Regions from separate parts of the Sus scrofa genome. Here region 2 is linked to region 1. The links are chromatin contacts, called in public Hi-C maps. All regions are on one chromosome and are shown on one strand. Each heading gives the region's core, a stretch centred on a gene start, on an enhancer-like site or on the middle of the called end of the contact. The rest is flanking DNA. Distances are from core to core; before and after follow the strand shown.

Region 1 (4,019 bases), core at 1,017-3,516:
ATGCTATACACATGTACATTGTAGAGAAACACGTGTGTGCACGCACACATAGGTGTGAAATGTATGCGTGTGTACAATATGTCTATATCTATGCATATACATAGGTGTGTATGCATACATATACCTTGGGTAAGAACCACACACTGGTAATTCACCATGGAGAATAACTCCTGTATGTTGTTCTTTTTCTTTTTGGCCACACCCACAGCATGCAGAAGTTCCCGGGCCAGGGATGGAACCCGAGCCACAGCGGTGACAACACCCAATCCTTAACCCATTGTGCCACCAGGGAATTCCATGTCCATTTTATAGTTAAGTCGGCAGGAGTTGGTCCACCAGTAACTGCTTGAGTAAAAACAATGGTTGGGGCGGGGACATTGACACCCCCACTTGGTCCCAGAGTAAACCCCATCTGTCTGTGCCATCTATCCTCTGAGAGTGGCTTTTCTCACCTAGACGTCAGTGAAGGACTTTGCTCCACTTTGAGAGCCCTTGGACGTGGGGTGTATTAAGTGGAGGGTGCCAAGTGCCATAAGCCAGCTTCTCCCAGCTGCTGGCCCAGAACCACAGTTTGGGTAAGACGGGAGAGAGATGATGTTTTCATAGGAGCCAAGTAACTCAGCTGAGTCCACCACGATGTTAAGAAAGCCCAAGTTCCTGTACCAAAAAGCAAAAGCTAGCAATCAAAACCTCTGGGCTCTAGGCAGCTCCTGGCCTTCAGATAAATAACGGTGACTGAATCCATGGTTATGACCTGCGCCTTCCACCGCGGGTGTCTGGGGAACTGCGCGTATTTTTAGAGACACACTGCCCTCCAGTGGCTAAAGGTAAAATTGCTCCGTGACCAGCTTTCCAAGCGCCAAACCTCAAGACTTTTCCTGGGGCCTGGGGAAGGCGTGTCGATGCGACGCAACAACCCCGAAACGTTGCTCGGGTGAGGGCTTGTGAAATCAAAGAGGAGGTGAATAGTTGGAAACCGCAGCTCCCTCACTCGAACGTGCCAGTAGGCGCCCTAGGGCAGAGATTCGCACTTTTTCCCTCTGAGGGTCGTAATTCTGGATAACAGTATGATTGGGTGGAAATTAAGGTGTGAAGGGACGCTTCCAAGAGAGATATCGAACGCTTGCCGCCAGAGAGCAGCCCAGGCGTGCAGGAAGAAGAGGAGAGGAAGCCTGCACCCTGAGAGGGCTGGCGGGTGATAAGGACATAATTGGATGCTGCTACCTGTCACCACGTGGGTTGACCCTGGGCAAATACATATGCAAATAGCAGCAGCCAACGTGGAGGGCTTCCGATGTGCCAGGGGTCCGGCAGGGATTACCCTATGCAATATTCACGATCACTCTCTTTTATGAGGGCCATTATCATCCCACTTCACGGATGAGGAAACTGAGGCTTACTGAGGTGATCTGGCCTGCCCATGACCGCATGGGTCCAAGTCCATCTGGACCAGAGCTGGATTTTCCGAAGCCGCGCTCGGACAGCAGCGGTGGGGCCCGGCCAGGACGGATGGAAACCCCCGGCCGCGTGGGTACCCAGTAAGGGGGCGAGCGCAAGAGGGTGTTGGGCGTGGGGACAGCTCACCTTGACGATGAGAGGGTTCTGAAACATGGAATCCCTCACGACCCCCAGCCTATCGTTCTCCATGCCCGGGCGGATGTCGGCCACCGTTAGGGGCCGCCGCGGGGGCGGGCAGATCTGGCTGACTGTGCGGCGCACCGGCGGCTTCTTCTTCCATCTCATGAGGTCCTGGCTGGAGCTCCGGCCTCTGGCATCCTGGGGGTCGCGGAGAGTCGGCCCGCGGGCTGGATCGGGCGCGCTTTCCAGCTGGGTGGCGGGCGTGGAGTTCCGAAGGGCACTCCGCAGGTCCTGGGACGCACCACCCGGCCCCGGGGTGGACACCGGGCGCTGGGCCCCCTTCGGAGCGAGGCGCACTCACATCGCGCCGCCCCCTCTTTGCAAGGAGCTCTAAAATCTACATAAGCCCCTCTGGTTCCTGAGAGCGTCTTCTGGGCACCGAGCTGCGGTTTGGAAAAGAAGCGAAAATCAAAACCACCCCTTGAGAAAGAATGGAACGGTCCGTCTCGATGGCGACGGGACGCCAACGGCGCTGGAACGCTTTTGGTGGTTTTACTTTTAGGAAACTTATTGGTGGCCTACATAGAGGTCTTGTTTTCGTAAACAGCTCTGAGAAAAACCCAAGCATCACCACTGGACCGTGTTAAAAGCTACAGGGCTCTAGAAGGACTTTACCCTTGACTTTCATTTACCCCGACACCACTCACTGCCCTTCCCGCTTCTCCCTGCGCCACACGCGCGCGCTGCGGCAAAGAGCGCTACATATTTCCAGACGAATAGAGATCCGAATTCCAGGTCTAATATGACTGTTAATGCACTGGGTGTCTCAAATTAGTCACCTCTGTCCTCAGTGTATTCTTCTGTGAAACGGGTAGGGAGGAAAGTCGAGTTGGACGAAATCTAAGGCATCCCACTCTGAGCCGCAGAATAGAGGGACGTTGAAAAAATACAGATTCACTGAATCAGAATATCTGGAAAGGTTTCTGGGAATCTGCATTTTTAAAAATCTCCTCCCTCCTCTTCGGATTTTTTTTTTTTTTTTTTTTTTTTGTCTTTCATCTTTTGAGGGCCACACCTGCAGCATATGGAGGTTCCCAGGCTAGGGGTCTAATTGGAGCTAAGCTGCAGGCCTATGCCAGAGGCACAGCAACACCAGATCTGAGCTGCGTCTGCGACCTACACCGCAGCTCACAGCAACGCCGGATCCTTAACCCACTGAATGAGGCCAGGGATGAGACTGCAACCTCATGGTTCCTAGTTGGATTCATTTCTGCTGAGCCACGATGGGAACTCCTTTTTTTTTTTTTTTTTTAATATTCAAAGCTACAGCAACTTTGGAAGAAGAGTATAATGAAAGCCCATATAGACTTCAGCTAGATTCACTGGTATTTAGTGTCTACCACATTCTGTGTGTGTGTATGTGTGTGTGTGTGTGTACATGGATGCACATGTATATATTGCTGAATCATTTTGAAAATAACTGCAGACAGTATCATATTTGACCCTAAATATGTGTATCTGCCAAGAACAAGGAACTTGTACAGACCACAGTACTATTATCATGTCTATGGATTTTATTATGAGACAATAAAATAGCTCCTGAAATGCAGTCCGTATGCAAAGTTGGGAATCTGCACTTTTTAAGAGCTTCCCAGGGGATGGAATGCAGTGTTTTGGGAACAACTAGCCTGGATGATCTCTAGTCTACCTCCTAGTTCCAACCTTTTGTGGGGTCATTTACCCAATCACCATCTTCATTAAATGTGCAAATATCAATGAAATAAAGCCATTTGCAGCAACATGGATGGACCTAGAGAGTCTCACACTAAGTGAAGTAAGCCAGAAGAGAAAGGCAAATATCATGTGATATCGCTTATATGTGGAATCAAAAAAAAAAAAAAAAAAAAAAAGGAGTTCACTGGTGGTGCAGCGGGTTAAGCATCCAGCACTGTCACTGCAGCAGCTTGTTGCAAGTTTGGTTCCTGGCCTGGGGACTTCCACATGCTGTGGGTGCAGCCAAAATAAATAGATAAATTTTTAAACATATCAATGAACATATATACAAAACAGAAAGAGGCCCACGGACATAGAAAACAAACTTATGGTTGCCAAGGGGGGAAGGGGAGTAAGGAGGGATAGATTAGGAGTTTGGGATTAACAAATACCCACTACTGTGTATCAAATAGATAACCAACAGGGACACACTGTACAGCACAGGGAACTACACTCAATATTTTGTAATAATCTATAAGGGAAAGGAATCTGAAAAGATAGATAGACTGAATCACTTTGCTGTACATCTAAAACTAATACGTTATAAACCACTATACTTCAATTAATTTTTTTTAAACATCTGTGCAACTGGTGCCATTTATAATTTTGTTTTTGTCTTTTTAGGACCACACCCGCGGCATATGGAGGTTCCCAGGCTAGGGGTCGAA
Region 2 (4,019 bases), core at 963-3,462, 350 kb before region 1:
AGACCCCCTCTGTGATCCACACCCTGAAAGGAGTCCCTGGATCTGACCCCCGAGAAAGGCACCTGCTCCAGTCCCCAAGTCCATAAGGGAGCCCCCCAGGAGGGACCGAGCTGCCGAGGCACAGAGCCAGCCCCTGCCGGGGCTTGTCCCCGAGGCCGTGCGTTTTCCACACACCCGCATCTTCCACTCTTGTGTCAGGGCTATAGCTCCTCTGAGCAGCCAGTACCAGCTCGTTATCAAGGCTGTGAGCCGGTACCTATTGTGAAGAAAACCCACCCAGAAAGAAGCTGCCCTTACACAGGACAATGAGGAGTTCCTCTGGGGTGCAGCGGGTTAAGGGTCCGGCTTTGCCCCAGCCGTGGCGTAGGTCGCAGCTGCAGCTCAGGTTCAATCCCTGGCCTGGGAACTTGCATATGCCATGGGTGCGGCCAAAAAGGAAAGAAAAGGGCAAGGCACAGGCCCTGACAGGGCCGCCCTCCCGACAGAAGGCTCCCGCCTCTCCTGCTGTTTTCTGGGCCGGGTACGTGGATGAGGAAGCTCGGAACCGGCTGCTGGCTCCTGACCTCGGCTTACAGGGCCCCGGGGAGGACCGCCTGGCCCGGCCCTCCAAGACCCTCCTTCAGTTGCTCTAGCTCCGGGGTGACGTTCAAGTGAGGCCGAATGGCATCCACCCAGCGCAGGGACCTTCATAGTGAGACACGGGGGTCAGTGAGGGGCCTGTTCCCTCCTGAGTCACAGGGCTGGTGACTGGGACGGGATGCGAGCCGGGGCCCTGGGTGGGAGTACAAGTCCCTGCTCCAGATCTGGGGGCTGCCGCCGCCGGCCACACGGCCCTCGTGTGTCAGTGGTGAGCTGGAGGCCGCCGCCGCCGCCGCTGGAGCACATTTGCCCGACTTCCGCCTTATCAGGGCAGGGCTGGTTATCAGCCCCCTAAAGAACGTTGGTTGCGTAAAAGAGTGGTTCTTAGCAGGTTTATGTCACTTTAGTGTCCTGCTGCACACACTGGGTGGTAATGTGTCTACTTCTCCACGAAGCAACGTTTCACGGTTCAGAAAGACAACGGCCAGGCTGCTGAGGCAAAGTGGACGCTGGGCAAATCCTAGGCAAGTGAAGGCAGAAAGCCTTTGTCTCCTCTTGCAGCTTTCCTATACTTTTGAATTTTTTTTTCCAAATTAGGAAGTCACAAAAAGCCCACGTGCGGGTGCTTTCCAGACGGGTGCCCTTCAGTAGTACCGCGGTGCCTCCTCTCGTGCCGCCGCAGGGGTGCAGACGGCCTGGGTCTTTGATGCTCGGGGCCCACGAGCAACTGCGCCGGTCCCATCAGCCCGAGGCGCCCTCCTGCCACCGGGCGGGGAGTGCTGCGTGCTCCACGCCGCCTCTGGGTATCGCTGGGTTATTCGCTTTCCAGTGCTGCCGAGCCCAGCTGAGGGGTCTCACACTCACAGGTTTGTTATCTTTCAGTGCAGGAGGTCAGAAGCCCTGCAATCACGTGCTGGCTGGGCTGTGCTCCTCTGGGGGAAGTTCTCTGGGGAGAACCTGTTTCCCTGCCTCTTCCAGCCTCCGGGAGGCCCCCCCTCCCGTCTTCACCGTCAGCCGTGTAGCTGCCTTCACGCCTCCCTCTGACTCTGACCGCCAAGCACACCCAGGGTGTCTTTTTCACTGGTGGTCGAGAGGCAGAGCTGCTGCTTTTCTGTTTTGGTGTTTCGGTGCCTACAGAGGAGACAGTGCGTAATCCCCGATTTCCTGTAAAGGGAGCCAGGCGCCGCCGGTAGCCTCAGTCGTCAGTGCTTTGTGCTAAGTTTTCTCCTCTCTAACCTCTGTTCACTTAGTCGGCGTCGCTCTGCACCTGCACGTCCTGTACAGTGAAAGACACAGCACCCGTGTCACATCTTCCTAACGGAAGCAATAAATTCTGTCACTGCGCTAATCCTGAGCTCGCGGGGACAACAAAGCATTCATTTACATTCATCCCCACTAACAGGCCTCATTAGTGGCTGCGGAGCCACTGCCGAGAAAACCAAAGCCTCGGCTGGTGGAGGAAGAGCGCCGAACCCCCCAGGTCTGGCCAAGCCGCCTCGCCGCCAGGGGAGACAGGAAGAAAATTTAAATGATTCTCCACCGAAGTCAGCTTTGAAAGGAAGGTCAGACTGAGCACGGAAGCTCTGCGTAGTTACCACAGCCCCACGCCCCTTCCGGAATCTTCTGGAATCCGGCACTGCTGGTGTCTGGGTTTCTGGCAGGGAATCAGCCTCACCCAGCCTGAGCTTGGAACTCCTCAGGAGACAGACCCAGGGTCTCCGGGGGTATTGGACGGAGAAGGTGGCCTGGCTCGGAGGGCACAGTCAGGCTTCCTGAATGCCCCCCACCTCCCCCCCGGTCCAGGCCCGGGGACAAGCCAGGTGGGAGGCAGAGGTGGCACTTCACCATAAAGAGCCACCCCCCGAAAGTGGGGCTGGGGAGACCGGCCCAGGCGTCCCCAGGAAGAGCCCGACTGGGTGGAGGTGGAAGTGGGAGGGAATGCGGCCGCACTGAGGGCGAGGGCCCGCCACCTAGAGGGTGGGAGCCGGAGGGACATGGCCAGTCCCACGGGTGACCCCTGTCTGTGCGGGAGAGAGGCAGGGGCAGGGGGAGCTCACGCTCCCACACCGCCCTGGACCATGCTGCCCCTGAACCAGAGAGCTCGCTCATCCACCATCACTCTCTCTCTCTCTTTTCCCTTTTCTAGGGCTGCTTCCTGCGGCATGTGGAGGTTCCTAGACTAGGGGGTCTAATCGGGGCTGTAGACCCCAGCCTACGCCAGAGCCATAGCAACTTGGCATCCGAGCCGCATCTGCGACCTACACCACAGCTCACGGCAACGCTGGATCCTTAACCCACTGAGCAAGGCCGGGGATCGAACCCGCAACCTCATGGTTCCTAGTCGGATTCATTAACCACTGCACCACTGCAGGAGCTCCCACCATCACCTTCCACCGTTGGCAGAACTTCTGGGAGAGGAGCTGTGGCTGCCCCTCCCCCCAGGGGGCCGTGGAAGCGACTCAGATCCCCCCCCAGGCCCTGGGTGGGCTTCCGATGTGCCTGCTGGGTGCCAGCCTTCCTGGGAGCCCCTCCTGTGCTTTCTCAGAGAAATCCAGAAGGTTCCAGAAACCCTACAAAGTTCAGGGAGCTCAGCTAAAGGAGCAGAGATTCTTGAAAGGACACAAGAGCCCTCATCACCTCTGCCCCAGCAGCTCAGAGCTGGCAGCTGTCACCGCCAGAACATTCTGTCCTGTAGCCCACCTGGTGTAGAACTCCCCCTCCCCTGCCCCGGTCACACCCCAGAGCGGGCAGTGCCCCTTTGCGGGCGGGCCCTCCTCCCCGCCGGGACTCCGCCGGTGCTCCTGGCTGCTGGCTTCCTGCCTCTCCCCACCAGCCTCCAAGCTGCAAGCCCTGGGGACGGGCAGCTTGGTCGTGGCCGTGCAGTCCGGCCACCCTCACAGTCATGGCCGCTGCCAGCAGCTGGAGGAAGATCCAGAAGTCGGCTTTGCCCGCACGGAGCCACTTTCTCATATGCCCCGCGGGGCCTCCTGATCGGTGTTCCAGCCGTGACCTCTGCAGGCTTAGTTACGTTCTTGTTTGTCCTCACAGGTGCTGTCAACACCTCCGCCTCTCAGATCAGCGGAGAATTAATAACCGCGTGGCTTTCACATCTTTCCACGCATACTGGGCAGCGGCCTCCAGGGCCCCGTCTCAGCTCGTCCTAAATCTCCTGATCCCGGGCCCTCGGCGGCCCTGTGGACAGAGGCCTGGGAGATACTTATTCTCTGCTCTGGATTTTGAGATGTATGGGTCTGACCTCCTAAACTCATTCCAATTCGAGCTGCGCTGAGCAGAGCAAATTTATTCCCCAGGGCTCCGCACAGCCACCTCCACGGCAGTCGAAGAGCAGCGCCCGTCATGCAGGCTTGGCCGCCCGGAAGCTCCCGTCTTACAAAACAAGTGAAAACCTTTCTGGGCTTTTGGAAAAGCAGCTTCTCAGC

Evidence for each region. A called contact is a pair of places that touch in the nucleus more often than the background predicts.
Region 2: a contact with region 1 is called in a Hi-C map of retroperitoneal adipose tissue, with 3 times the contacts expected there. The contact joins the enhancer-like site here to the promoter of CFAP77 in region 1. A contact is called at or near these places in 1 of 5 promoter capture datasets (liver), 22 of 47 Hi-C or Micro-C datasets (alveolar macrophages, blood, brain and 12 more) and 2 of 2 datasets of contacts at active chromatin or transcription factors (alveolar macrophages and skeletal muscle).

Annotation. Positions count from the first base shown.
Region 1 is chr1:272,214,828-272,218,846 of Sscrofa11.1, reverse strand. It overlaps CFAP77 (cilia- and flagella-associated protein 77), which reads right to left and starts at 2,266. Exons shown (of 7, transcript XM_021085476.1): 1 at 2,254-2,266; 2 at 1,585-1,934. The coding sequence starts at 2,266.
Region 2 is chr1:272,566,639-272,570,657 of Sscrofa11.1, reverse strand. All of the region lies in intron 10 of AK8 (adenylate kinase 8), which reads left to right. Among named protein-coding and RNA genes, the nearest start is that of AK8, 57 kb to the left of the region's middle. Within about 2 kb of position 2,212, at least 9 of the 83 cell types and tissues checked have an H3K27ac peak or open chromatin away from gene starts, as enhancers often do. A contact at or near this core is called in retroperitoneal adipose tissue and subcutaneous adipose tissue, where this site is marked.